4 separate regions of the Mus musculus genome follow, and regions 1, 2 and 3 are each linked to region 4. A link is a contact called in public HiChIP or PLAC-seq data. All regions are on one chromosome and are shown on one strand. Each heading gives the region's core, a stretch centred on a gene start, on an enhancer-like site or on the middle of the called end of the contact. The rest is flanking DNA. Distances are from core to core; before and after follow the strand shown. Region 1 has its middle 5.8 kb from the start of Gipc2. Region 2 overlaps Ak5 (adenylate kinase 5). Region 3 overlaps Ak5 (adenylate kinase 5). Region 4 overlaps Miga1 (mitoguardin 1).

What was found. HiChIP or PLAC-seq counts read pairs in DNA pulled down with a chosen protein or histone mark.
Region 1: a FOXA1 HiChIP or PLAC-seq map of pancreatic cancer cells shows a contact between it and region 4. The contact joins two enhancer-like sites. A contact is called at or near these places in 3 of 39 promoter capture datasets (embryonic stem cells, liver and maxillary cranial neural crest), 1 of 115 datasets of contacts at active chromatin or transcription factors (pancreatic cancer cells) and 3 of 9 other capture datasets (adipose tissue, liver and pancreatic islet).
Region 2: a FOXA1 HiChIP or PLAC-seq map of pancreatic cancer cells shows a contact between it and region 4. The contact joins two enhancer-like sites. A contact is called at or near these places in 2 of 484 Hi-C or Micro-C datasets (the HL-1 cell line and embryonic stem cells), 1 of 115 datasets of contacts at active chromatin or transcription factors (pancreatic cancer cells) and 1 of 9 other capture datasets (adipose tissue).
Region 3: a FOXA1 HiChIP or PLAC-seq map of pancreatic cancer cells shows a contact between it and region 4. The contact joins two enhancer-like sites. A contact is called at or near these places in 1 of 115 datasets of contacts at active chromatin or transcription factors (pancreatic cancer cells) and 2 of 9 other capture datasets (adipose tissue and liver).

What each region holds. Positions count from the first base shown.
Region 1 is chr3:152,170,017-152,173,438 of GRCm38.p6, forward strand. No RefSeq gene overlaps it. Among named protein-coding and RNA genes, the nearest start is that of Gipc2, 5.8 kb to the left of the region's middle. Within about 2 kb of position 2,060, at least 30 of the 459 cell types and tissues checked have an H3K27ac peak or open chromatin away from gene starts, as enhancers often do. A contact at or near this core is called in adipose tissue and pancreatic cancer cells, where this site is marked.
Region 2 is chr3:152,554,890-152,558,091 of GRCm38.p6, forward strand. The region is part of intron 6 of Ak5 (adenylate kinase 5); the gene reads right to left. Among named protein-coding and RNA genes, the nearest start is that of 3110067G11Rik, 67 kb to the left of the region's middle. Within about 2 kb of position 1,757, at least 74 of the 459 cell types and tissues checked have an H3K27ac peak or open chromatin away from gene starts, as enhancers often do. A contact at or near this core is called in the HL-1 cell line and pancreatic cancer cells, where this site is marked.
Region 3 is chr3:152,511,019-152,514,268 of GRCm38.p6, forward strand. The region is part of intron 8 of Ak5 (adenylate kinase 5); the gene reads right to left. Among named protein-coding and RNA genes, the nearest start is that of 3110067G11Rik, 23 kb to the left of the region's middle. Within about 2 kb of position 1,708, at least 45 of the 459 cell types and tissues checked have an H3K27ac peak or open chromatin away from gene starts, as enhancers often do. A contact at or near this core is called in pancreatic cancer cells, where this site is marked.
Region 4 is chr3:152,307,124-152,310,585 of GRCm38.p6, forward strand. All of the region lies in intron 7 of Miga1 (mitoguardin 1), which reads right to left. Among named protein-coding and RNA genes, the nearest start is that of Miga1, 32 kb to the right of the region's middle. Within about 2 kb of position 1,623, at least 129 of the 459 cell types and tissues checked have an H3K27ac peak or open chromatin away from gene starts, as enhancers often do. A contact at or near this core is called in the HL-1 cell line, adipose tissue and pancreatic cancer cells, where this site is marked.

The DNA of each region.
Region 1 (3,422 bases), core at 810-3,309, 140 kb before region 4:
CCCTCAATAGGAGGAAGCATTTCACATTTCTTTTTGGTGTCCTGTTTAATTTTTATTGTATTATTTGTGTAATAAATATTAGTAAGTATAATTGAATAAGACAGATTCCCCTTTGGCATAGTCAAAGATAAACTAATAAAACACAACTGAAAGTATCTGGCTAAGTTTGTGGCTCAATAAGAGAGAGCTAACCTACACATGATCTCAGCACAATTAAAAAACAGATTTAGGTTTTCAGTTTGCATCTAGGATTAGGGTGTGCCCTTACTGCCTATCTTTGTTTCTTCCATTTACTGGCATTTGGCATTTCTAACAATATTAAAGTATCAATTGTAGGACCAAGTATAAGTGAATCAATAAAATTCTCAAATTAATACAATCTTTTTGTCTGCCAAAAGGTTTACTAGCTTGTTGATAAGACAATATATACACCATTAAATGACTCATAAGATAAATTTACTATCTTACTTTTCTCAGAAAATATAGCCTCTGATTACATTAGCTTTGAATAAACACACCCCACCCTGCCCCACATCCCCACTGTGGACAGATTCAGTAAGCAAACACTTAGGAGAAAATAAACACAGGGTTTGTTAAATGCAATGCAGTTTTCCTTGGCTTGAAGATAGCATGTTTTTACAGTTGCATGGTAACCACAAACGACCAAAGATGACAGGGAGAGGAAGAAATAACTCAGCTGAAATTCACATAAAATTTGCCAGGAGTGGTGGGAAATTGAGAATTGACATGTGGAGTAAAGGGGACAAAGATGGGATATGAAGCCTGCAGATCAGTAAGGGAAAGAGATGCCTGGGAGTCTACTGCACGACTACTCTCTGTCTGGCTTGGTGCTCACTGTTTCATATGCAACACCTCTGCCTCGACTTGGAGGAAGTGCCGTGTTGTGAAGTTCTAATTACTATGCCTCTCCAAGGTTATGACAAATGAAACATTACAGAGGCAAGAACAAATCTGAATGCTAAGCAACTCTAAAAACGTGTGTGTGTGTATGTGTGTGTATGTGTGTGTGTGTGTGTGTGTGTGTGTGTGTGTGTGTGTGTGTATGGGGGGGTATGCGTGCGAGGATCTCAGTCATCAGGCTTGCTGGCAAGTGTTTTTACCATTGAGCCATCTTACCAAAGGGCAAGCTACCTGAATACAATGTGCCCTACCATAACAGACACAGGAAAAGGCAGGCATGTTCAAGGAGCATATATTCTAGCCACTCAGGATCAGACACAAAACTGAAATAGAAACACCAACAGGTTGGTCCACAAGCCCTTGCTGCCTCAGAGTCTGGCAGTTTCCTTTATACAAGCTCCAAATAGGAGAGCAAGTTTTAAAAATGCATTTTCATTGAAGGGCTAAGGAGATGAGTCAGAGGGCAAGAGGTCATTGTGCACACAGATAAGCACTGGAGAAGCCAGGAAAAGTTAAACAACGAAGGCTTATCTCTTTGCAGGAAGGAGATGTTTACCTGTCATCCCCCCCTACCCCCCCAAAGGCTTGGAAAGGCTGGATTTTACACCCTGGTGGGCCTTTGCTATCTGTAGAGCCAGGCTTCACCCATATCCCCCAGAATTTGTGTTGCGCTTACTCCAGACTCTTTCCCCATACATCCTGAGCATTGCTTCTAGGCCATTAAATCTTCCCGTGTACAGCCTAACCTCTGTGCTCTCTTAAGGGCAGGCTAATCCTGACCACCTCAGTCAGTCTCCCTAGACCCTAAATCTTGGGCACTATCTCTGAGTCCACAGTACTCATCTTTGTGAAAGATGCCAGATGTATTTTGTAAAGCATTTCAATGTAAACATGGGACTAGTTTGTTGTTATCAGAAAATCTTTTCCCAAAATTGCTAAAATAAAACAACTGGTGTCAGACTCTAAAGTTTGAAGGAGCACAAGGTAACTCAGCCAAGCTGAACCGAGTTTCATTCTTACCTGGACGAATTGTTTCCCTGCTGGCCATAAAGCCTGCAGAGACTCCCACAGCAGAGCCCCGAGTGAGCAAGAAGACGTGAACTTGTGTGCCTATGACTCACATGAAACTGGATGCAGTAGCACACGGTGTGACTCCAGCACTCCTACAGGTCAGGAGGGAATGGTGGGAGATTCCCAGGAAGCTCACAGAGCAAGCAGAAACCCCGCCTCAAGAAATGTGGAAGATAGGTCCAGCATCCGATGTTGCCCTTTGACCTACACACACTCACTCACAACATGGATATGCACATGTACATACACACACATGCATAGGCACATGCACAGAGACAAAGGTATTTCCCATACAAAGAACTAACACTGAACATAACTTTTACAGTGAGCTTTTATTAACTGATTTTTTTATTTTTTGAGACAGTCTCACTCTCACAGGCTGGCCTCACAGAGACTGTATGGCAGAGGGTGACTTTAAAATCCTGATCGTGTCTGCTGCATGTGATGGTGGAGGTCAAACCCTAGGCTTCGTGAATGCTAAGCAAGCACTAAGCAAGCACTTAGCTCACCGAGCCACACCACCAGCCCCACTACAGTGGTGGTGAGGACAAGAGACAGCTGTGACAGAGAAAAGAGTTAGAACATATTTAAAGAGAGACGAACGTTCCACGTTAGAGAGGAACTTTAGCAATTATATTGTAGTTTTTACAGTATGAAATCTGAGAGCAGCTATGGGTAGTGCACACCTGTCACTCCAGCACTTGGGAATCAAGGCAGGAGGATTGCTATAAGTTGGAGGCCTCCCTAATCTACACAGCAAGTTCCAAGCCAGGCAGAATTACATAGTGAGACCCTGTCTCTCAAAAGTAGCCACACTCCCAAATTTTTAAGTGCCCGACCTACTTTCCCTTCATGAGAAAAGGAACACAGAATGCTGGAGTGACAGGTGTGCACTACCCATAACTGCTCTCAGATTTCATACTGTAGAAGTTACAATATAATTGCTAAAGTTCCACTCTAACGTGGAACGTTCGTCTCTCTTTAAATATTTCCTAATTCTTTTCTCTGGGAGTATTTTTTTTTTCTTCAGTTGTTATATTTTGAGCCTAAAATAAGTATACCTGGAAAAGTTCTCAAGCACAGACAAATATCTCTCACTTTATTTTCTGTTGGTGTTTTGCTTAATCTTGTTGTTGGTTTCAGGGTCTTTACTTGTGGCTTGTGTTGGCCTTGAACTCGACCCTCTAGCCTCCTCCTCCCAGATACAGAGGTTACAGGCACACACTGTCACCCTGACTCTCCCATAGTTGCACTGGAAACTTTGTACTAGGAAATATTATCCAAAAATACTTTTGCCATATTTGGTAATTCATTTTGTAGCAGTGAACTTACTCAATAAGCTCCTCTCTCTCTCTCTCTCTCTCTCTCTCTTTGTTTTTCATGATAGGGCTTCTCTGTGTAGCCTTGACTATCTGGAACTCACTCTGTAG
Region 2 (3,202 bases), core at 507-3,006, 250 kb after region 4:
CCCTTGTAGCCACTTTTACGTATGTGCATGCCCATAGGGTTTCTAAACTCAGTGTGTCATTATGCCATAGCAGAATAACAAGACAACATGTAACCAAGGAAGCCTTGGTAGGAGAATATACCCAGGCTGGGGTTCTAGCAGACAAATTTTACTCAGAAATAATAGATTTCTTGCTTCAAGCAGCGCATTACGGATGGAAAAGTTGGTTTTAGACAGAAGATAAACAGGATTGCTGTTTGCTTTTCAAATGACCTCAACGTTTAAAAATGCTAGGAGCAGATGAAGAGTCGGGCTAATCCTGGGCAGGAGGAACTTGACACAGACAGTGTCACCCTTCTCTGTGGTAACCCCAAGTCTGCCTCAATGCACTCTGGCTACACTTCCTCTGTAAGCAGAGTCACGCTGGACCCAGTCAGCACTGTCCGACTGGGAGGTCTCTCTGGGGTTTAGGGACTGAGTGGCCAGCACGGTTAGGCGCTTTCCTATATTGTTCATCTAGGAACGCCTCGTAGACATTGTTCCCTTTGAGCTGACGTGATGGCTTAGCAGTGTGAAAGTCAGCATGGCAGAAACAAGAGACACCCTGCCAACAAGGTGGAAAGAGAGCATGCTTGAAAGTTGTCTTCTGACTTCACACACACACACACACACACTCCCACCATAGACACACACACTACAAACACACACATATACAAACACACTTCACACACACACCACACACACCATAAATACACAAACACACACATATACAACACATACACATGCATACCACCTTCCTACAGCACACACATACACCACACACACACATCACACATACACAGACACACACACCACCCCTACATACCACACACACACATCCCACGTACACACACGCTGACAATGATAATGATGATAAAAACTGAAAACAATAAGGAAGCGTGCTCCTCTCCGTGCACACGTTCGAAACGTGCACACGTTCAAAATGCTAAGCAGGCCCCGAGTTTCTTTGCTTGGCTCTCAGTGAAATAAAGTTAGTGATGATTAAAGTTGGTTATCACACAGCTTAGAAATTTCCAGTGGTACTCAGCATAAAATTGCTAATGTTTTCAAGGACAAACGATTGTGGATTTCTAAGTTTGTTATCTTTAAAATGAATGTGTGTGTGTGTGTGTGAGTATGTGTGTGTATATGTATATGTATGTGTGTGTGTATGTATGTGTGTGTATGTGTGTGTGTGTATGTGTGTGTTTGTGTGTATGTGTGTATGTGTATGTATGTATGTGTGTGTGTATGTATGTGTGTGTATGTGTGTGTGTATGTGTGTGTGTTTATGTGTGTGTGTATGTGTATGTATGTATGTATGTGTGTGTATGTGTGTGTGTATGTGTATGTATGTGTGTGTGTCTGTGTGTCTGTGTGTCTGTGTGTCTGTGTGTGTGTGTGTTTGTGTGTAGGGGATGCCGTGGAGGTCAGAGGACAACTCTGGGAGTTGGTTTTCTACTTCCAAGGACCAAACTCAGGTTGTCAGACTTGATGGTAAGGGCTTTTACATGCTGAGTTTCTCAGTTCCAATATGCATCCTCCCCTCCCCTCCCCTCCCCTCCCCTCCCCTCCCCTCCCCTCCCCTCCCCTCCCCTCCCCTCCCCTCCCCTTCTTCCTCTTCCTCTTCCCCTCACTCCCCTTCCCTTCCTTCCCCCCAGCACTTTGCTCTGTTGTCCGGGCTGGCTGCCACACTCTGGGCTACACTTCTCCATCAGTGGAAGCCTGCACCTTTTTCTCGGGAGTGCTGACTCATTCCAGCCGGGCTGTCGCTATTGTTTCTGAGCTATGCTGGCTTATAATGTTGTCTTCCTGGAATTTAAAAAAACCCCACAGACTCTTGGAAAGGACTGGCTTCTGGTAACCCTGTATAGTCCTTGACAGAGCCTCAAATCTCTATTTGGCCAAGAGCTTAAAGATAGTATTGATTTATAAAAAGTGATCTGTGTAGTCAGGAGCACAGACATTATAAGAAGCAACGCTGTGGTTATCACATTATTAAGGCTTAAAGAAAACCAGCAGTCTTGTATTTTTGGCAGGCAAACATGATTTATTTGTTTTCTGTTATTATTAATAGTGTGCCTTTACTGTTAATCTTTTTCTTTAAAGATTTACTTTATTTTTATTTTATGTGTATGAGTGGTTTGCCTGTCTATAGGTATGTGCACTACCTGTGTGTGCCTGTGGGAGGCAGAAGAGAGCACTGGATCCCTTGGAACTGGAGTTACAGATGGGTCTGAGCCGTTGTGTGGGTGTTGGGAACTGAATCTGGGCCCTCTGCAAGAGCAGAGAGTACTCATGACAGTTGGGCCATCTCTCCAGCTCCTATGTTATTTCTTGATCACAATTTTAGAGTTAATTCCTGACATCGTTTCCTGCCATTCGTAGTGACTCCTCAAATACTACACCTCCATTTTGCATTAATCTATTATTCTCTTCCTGCCATCCTGCTCGTTCTATGGTGACAGTATTTCCTCGTGTTTCTCCCTCTTTCCTTATGGTACACATTCTTCCTTGTTGCACATTTATGAATGAGGACATTACTCCAGAATATTTATGCACCGGGACATATTTCACTTATTTCTTTAACAAGAACCCACTGGCAGAATAAAGGAAATTAAAATAAAAAAATAGCATAACCAGAAAGATGATGCAACAAGCGCAGTCGTCAGCCATAGGGAGAAATGCCAAGAGAGTTCTGAGAGCCATAGACAGTTGTAACACGTCAGTAATCTAAGGGGGAAGAGGGATTCTATTTAAAACATACAAAAGAAGATTATGGTCAAGAGAAACAAAAAACGGAACCCCACCACCTGATGAGGATCAGGGTCCAAGGGCATCTGCTGTGGCTAAGGCCAGTGCACAGTCTATTTCCTCACAGAGAGGCCTGCTCTCTTCTCTAGTTAGGAGGACATTTCTTGACACTAGAGCCACTTACAGACAAGGCGGGGCTAGGCTTGGCAGGGCGGGGCTGAATAGGATGGGGCGTGGCTAGACCGGGAGGGGAGGGCTGGGCTAGGTAGGGCGGGGCTGGACTGTACTTGGCAGGGCTTGGTGGGCGGGACGGAGTGGGGGCAGGGCGGGGCGGAGCTAGATAGGGTGGGCGTGGCTAGACAGTGTAGGTGAGGGCTGGGTGGGTCGGGGGTAGGGGAGGGCCGGGCTGGGCTGGGCAGGGCTTGGCAAG
Region 3 (3,250 bases), core at 458-2,957, 200 kb after region 4:
GTGTGTGTATGTGAGTGTATGTGTATGTATGTGTATATAGTATGTATATTGTGTATTTGAGTATATGTGTGTGTATGTATATATAGCATGTATATTGTGTGTGTGAGTATGTGAGTGTATGTGTGTGTATGTGTATATGGTATATATGTGTACATATATAGAATGTATACAATATATGTATTTGTGTATGTGGTATGTGTATACAGTGTATATATGATATTGTGTGTGTATGTGAGTGTATGTGTATGTATGTATGTGTATATAGTATGTATATTGTGTGTGTATTTGAGTGTATGTGTGTGTATGTGTATATAGTATGTATATTGTGTGTGTATGTGTATATAGTATGTGTATTGTGTGTCTGTGTATAGTGTGTGTATAGTGTGAGTTTATGTGGTGTGTGTGTGTATAGTATGAGTCTATGTGGTATATGTGTGTGTGCATATGTACTATGTGTTTGTACATGTGTGGTGTGTCTAGTGGTCAAAACCAGAGCCTTGAACACACTTGGCAAGTATTCTATCACTAAGCTTCAAACCCAACTCTTGTGTTTTGGACATCGGATCTTCCTATATAGCTAAGGTCGGCTGAGAACCCATTTCACAGCCCAGGCTGGCTTCACACCCATGAGTTTCCTGCCTTGCCTCCTGAATAGTGGAATTAGAGTCATGTGTTACCATGTCTGGCTTTATAAAGTTTTGGCATCTGTTTTGCTGTTCTATAGTACCAAACTCTGCATGGCACCACAGAGGCAGCCACGGTCTCACGTTCTTATCCCCTCCCACTGAGCCTCACACTGGAGCCATGGTGAACACTGTCCTTACTCTTGACCAACTGTCAATTCTGTGATTCAATGCTCAGTCAACAGAATGAAGCTGGGGAGAGGTTGCACTAGCTCCCAGACAGTAGTCAGCAGCCTCATGTGCTCTGTTTCCTCCGTCCTTCTCCCACCAGTGCTGCAGGGCAGACTGAGCTTGCCTGCATGGGCTTCAGAGGACATGTGGAGGGAAGTCTGAGTCACGGTGCTGCACCATCCCAGACAGGCTGGTCCCTGCCTCGCTAGCTGCTGGCCACCCGTACCAGATAGGTACAAGTAGATACCAGATAGGTATCATACCAGATAGGTACAAGTAGATACCAGATAGGAACAAGTAGAGAAACAGACTTGCCTGTTTACTCCAATGTCCATATTCACGTGTTTACCTGGGGTTCATGTAAGAAAATGGCTTATGCTATTGAAGGGGTTGGAGAGGCAAGCCTGACACTCACAGTTGTGAGTCTAGAGATGGAGGTGGCACCGGACATGGTCCATAGGACTTCATCTTTTTGGGGTAACCTTCAATGGATTGGATAAGGCCTCCAGGTTCTAGAGAGTAATTCTTGGTAATGGTAGTCAACTGACTGTTGATGTCAATGATATCTGCGAACCCCTATTCTCAGCCAAAGGAGACTCTCCAGTGGCACGGCCTGGACGTTGTACAGAGAACTCCAAGGGTGCAGCTGCTGAGTCTCCACACTCTTTTAAGGAACCCCTCAACTTTCTTGGTTCATGAAACTAGACTTGTCTGGGATGGTTTCTTTGGTCTGTGGTGAGTGCTCCATTTGGACTTGTTCACATTTTCCTCCAGGAAATCACTCAGTAGTGTCGTGGCTTCTTTGCAAGACTGACACGTGAGTCAGACCACAACACACTGTAAATGGGGAAGCCAGCCAAGAACAACCAACCCTGTAGATTCCAGAGGACCTGCTCAGCCAAGCTAGTGTCCAAACCTCATATGGAGAAATCACCAGAAGATGCTGGCTTAAGTCCCAAAGTTCTAGGCAGTGTTACAGCAATAGTTAACAGAATCCCAGCTTCCATTTTTGAAATGATATTTGAAAATCCCTCAGCCCAAGGACAAGTTGCCCTTTATTTTTCCACTCTGCTATCTATCTTTCTGTCTATCTGTCTGTCTGTCTATCTATCTATCTATCTATCTATCTATCTATCTATCTATTCATCCATCCATCCAATATATATATATATATATTGGGTAGCACAGGACAACACAGAAGTCATCTCGCAGCATGCTTTGCAGTGTGACCACCCCTAGTTGTGTACTCCTGGCCGTGAGCTGGGCTGGGAAGCCAGCTTTTAGAGGACCTCTTTCTCTTAAGATGGCAGCACGAAACTCCTCAGGCAGTAAAGAAAAACATTCACTGTCTTTTGAAAAGCCTTTGGGTTAAGTGTGTTTTGGGACTATTTAAAAGGCTCAATCACATCACCAGGAGCAGTGCACACTCAACTAAAACACCCACAGGTGCAAAACCAAGAAGCCACATGCTCCTTCCCATGTCTACAAGTCTCCCACAGGCAGCACTTAGACAACAAAGACACACCATGGAGGGGAGAGAGGAAAATGTTCAGAGAAGACAGAGCCTGTGCGGACTGAAGCTTCAGAAGTGAGGACGCTGCCAGTGAAAAGCAGGGTCACTAAGGAAGAGAGAAGACTTCCCTTTTCCAGACTAGAGACCAAGGCCTGCCCTTTAGGCATGGCTGCCCCCATACAGCGCCACAGCTGTGTACTGCACAGACATTCTGGGCCAAGGGGCTGTGTGGGCGTTGACTGCAGAAACCAATGTATGTGTCTCTAGTTGATGTAAAGATTAATGTGTCGATGCTTCTAATTTTAAATATTCAGAATATAACAGGAAGAAAATAAAAGAACAAGGATAAATGAAGGTTTGTAGGTTTTGCAAGCACACACACCCGTGGTCCCTGTCCGATCTGCAGTTGCTGACACCCGTGGTCCCTGTCTGTTCTGCAGAACTCATCTATCCTACGCAGTCTGCATGCTCACTTCATTTTCCAGCTGAGGACTTGCTGGCTAGCATGGCTCAGATTGGTTCTCTAAGCCTTCCCTCATTTGTGAAGACAAGGTCTCATTGTACAGCCTACGCTAGCCTTGAACTCTTGATCCTTCCGCCTCTATCTGCCTCCTGAGTGTTGGAACTGTAATTATACAAGCGTGTGCCACCATGCCCAGCCCCTAAGCCCTTGCTGATCCAGCTCAACACTTTAGCCGCTTCTCTGTACACATTCCCGAGTGGCAGCTGCTCCCTGCCTTCTGTGTTGATGGCTCACCGGAGAGCCAGCACTCCTTTCTCAGTGAAGAGAGGGATACTGTGAGGAGGGATGGGAGAGAGTAAGATGGTCTTCCCAGAAGTGCTCCGTGAATTCAAAGCCATCTCCTCCAGGGCCAGGGGAAAG
Region 4 (3,462 bases), core at 373-2,872:
CACATATGCCACAGAGTGTGAGTGGAAGTCAGAGGACAACTTGTGGGGTTCAGTTTTCGTCCTCCACCATGTGAGCTCTAGGGATCTCAGGTAGACTGGCCTGTGCTTTTAACCCACTGAGCCATCAGCCAGCTCAGATACTGACTTTAAGGCCAGTATATGCTATGCAGTGAGGCGTCCATCTTAAAACAAACAAACAAACAAAAATAACAAAACCACAAAAGAAAATCAGTTTTTCTGAATAGATATTCCAAGTCTAAGATCCTTGTTTATTCTGTTCAAACAACGGATCATGTGGGGGCCTAATCCCTAAAGTATACCCATATTATAGCAAGCCATTGACATGAAAACATTCCTGGTTTGTTTGTAAGGCCTAAAACAAGGTATTTGTTCCTATACATCAATGTAAAAGAATCTCAAAATCTTTTCCATCAAAACAAAAACAAAAACCCCCACAAACACTAATCACACTCATGGCTCTAGAGTTGCTTCTAATACTGATATTGCAATACATATTTTTATAAGAAAATAAGCATATAAAATGTAAAGCCTAATTAATTTAAAAAGGAAATTATAGGTTAATGAGCTAGAACTCTATTCGTGTAAGCCCTATCCATTCCACAGCGCCTCCAAAGCCCCCTATCTTGCAAATCACCTTTATGTTAAACTGCTCTGAAATCCAGCAGCTGGGTCCTACACAAGCACCCTGACCAATCAAAGACAAGGAAACGTCGGGCTGGATGTCTCAAGGCTAGAGCACTGTGTAGCACACAAGGCACTGCACTGGATTCCTAGCACCACAAATGAAAACAGAGGCCAATGCTTATCCTGAATATTGATTCTCAGTCTGAATAGTTAGAGACAAAGATACAACTAAAGCCCACGACCCATGCCACTTCCTAAAACTAAACCACTGAACAACGAAAACTCCTGCTCTAAACACACAACACACTGCCAAAGCTGGAACTGACACAGACCCAGTGTGTCAGGCGTTTGACACAGGCCTATGTGCAGGACAGTAGCAAAAGGCCCTTGCTAAAGTGACCATCATCCCTTGGTGTCAGGTTTTAGATTCCATATTCTACCAATCACAGTATCTGGGACCAGCTAAAAAGTACCTTCTATCAAAATATATGAAAGATAACAAAATAATAAAGATAATAAAAATTTCTATTTATTGTAAGATATACTTTTATTGTATATTTCATGTATATGAAAACTGTCATGCTTAGCATATATACATATAGAGAGAATAAAATAGTATTTTTGAATCTACCATCTATTTTTGCTATTTTAAAAGCTTATAAGGTTATTTATTTATTAAGAAAAACTAATTGTGTAGGATACTACTACTTCATATCTATCACTTGACAGCTGTGGTATTTGATCTGTAAATGAACTCCACAAATCCTCAGGAATAGAGGCAGATAAGCCAAGAGTTGACTCACGCCCCAAACGTCCTAAACCAGATCTGTTTACTTTCAAGCTCTTTATCTTAGGCTGTTAAACAGGCAGGCTCCAGTTACAAGGTACAGAAAGAAGAGGCAGGGCGGGAAGCTAAGGCTCTGCTGGGCAGGAAGCTCTGGCTCTGAGTCAGTAGTACGAACGCACTGCATTGCGCTCCAATTGTTTGCTATGAGGAAGGCCTAGCTGGTTACTCAGATTTCATGCTGTTGAAGGCCTGCCCTGGACTTACTCATCTGAATCACATAACACAAACGGTGCACAGGAAACAGCTCAATACACGCTTTATCTGTTTACTTTTCTTATTTCATTTATGGATTATGCATTTGTGCACTTGGGGTCAGAAGACAACTTGTGGGCGTTCAATTCTCTCTGTATAGTATGTGGGTCCCAGGGACTGAACTCAAGTGTCAGGCTTGGCAGCAAGCCATCCTGGTAGGCAGCAAACTGTCTGGTTTTTGAGACAGGTTTACTTGTAGCTCTCACTGGCTATGTAGCCAACCAGGCTGGTCTCAAGCTCACAGAGATCTACCTCCCTCTGTCTCCCGAGTGCTGTATTAAAAGTGTGTCACCATGTCCAGCACAGATCAGAAAGCCTGAAAGCCACCTTCTTATCTATCTATTCAGATGCATGTAGAAATCATCTGCTAAATCCTGAAATACTAGTTTCACAGTCTCAAGCCAAAGCTTCCCTCTCTCAGGTCTAGCGCAGGGATCCATTCTGTGTGAAGGCAGCAAGCAGGCTTCCTTGGTTGTGTCTTCTGACACGGTTTCCCTAAGTCCAGACTGGCCTTTGGCTTTGGGCTTCCTACCCCGCCTTGCAAATGCTGGCATCAAGCAGGGAGAGGAACCAAAGAGAAGGAGTGCCCTGGAGGAGAGCGCCCTCCTCCCCTCTTGCCAAATGCAAAACTACTTTCTTATCACAGGATTAAAGAGGCCAACATAAATATTCTGCTGCATTGCCTTCATTAAGCAGAGAAGTGGGGGGGAAGTGTGTGTGTGTGTGTGTGTGTGTGTGTGTGTGTGCGCGCGCGTGCATGGGCGTGTGTGTTCCTAAGTGTGTGTTTGCATGAGTGGTGCATGAATATATAGAGAGAAGCTTAGATGTGGAGGCTGAAGGTTGGGGCAGGTATCTTTGGAAGTCACTCTCTATTTTTGATTATTATCCACTCCATCTGTTCTTTGACAATGTCATGCACATATCTAGTGCATCTGACTGCTTTTGTCTCCCCTCATCCCACAGGTCCCCTTCCACATGCACGCCCCACCCCCTTTTTTAGTTTTATGATCCACTGATTTTAATCAGGACTATCTGTGTGGGCATGTTTGAAGCCTGTGAACTCACCATTTGGCATACATTGGAACACAGTAACTGTCCCTTACGCAGAATCAATCAGTTGCCCACAGTTCAGCAGAATAAAAGAGGGACCCTCAAGCACTTGCCACCTGTCCCCACCCATGATTGGTGACTGAGTGGCCCAGTCTCCTACAGGCCCATTGCAAACAAGCACAGATGCTGTGAGATACTGGGGAAGGTCTGTCCTGCCCTGAGAGCAGCATTTAATTTCCTCTCTCTGCTGTAGTGCTCCTTGAGCCTTACAGAAAGCCGTCTGCGTATCCTGTTGAGGGCACTTTATTTTTTGAGTCAGGGTCTCTCACTGAATCTGAAATTCCAAAATTCAGCTAGGAAGGCCAACCAATGAGGTTCAGGGTCTGCTTTTCTCCCCCACTCCAGAGGTGACATTACAGGCCCATGTCAACCCATCTGGCTTCTACATCGGCGCTAGGGATCCAAACTGAAGTTTGTTTTACAAAGCACTCTCTCTGCTTGGATTTTAAGTTGCTTCTCCCTGTGAGCAGTGTAGAGTGGCTAACACTGAGAACTGGATCCTCACTAAGCAGCCAGGAAACTCGACGTAACTACAACTAACTAGTCACAGCTCTGGTTGCATTCCAGGACTTGCAAGCTCATCACTGCTGCGCACAACCTGAACTTAC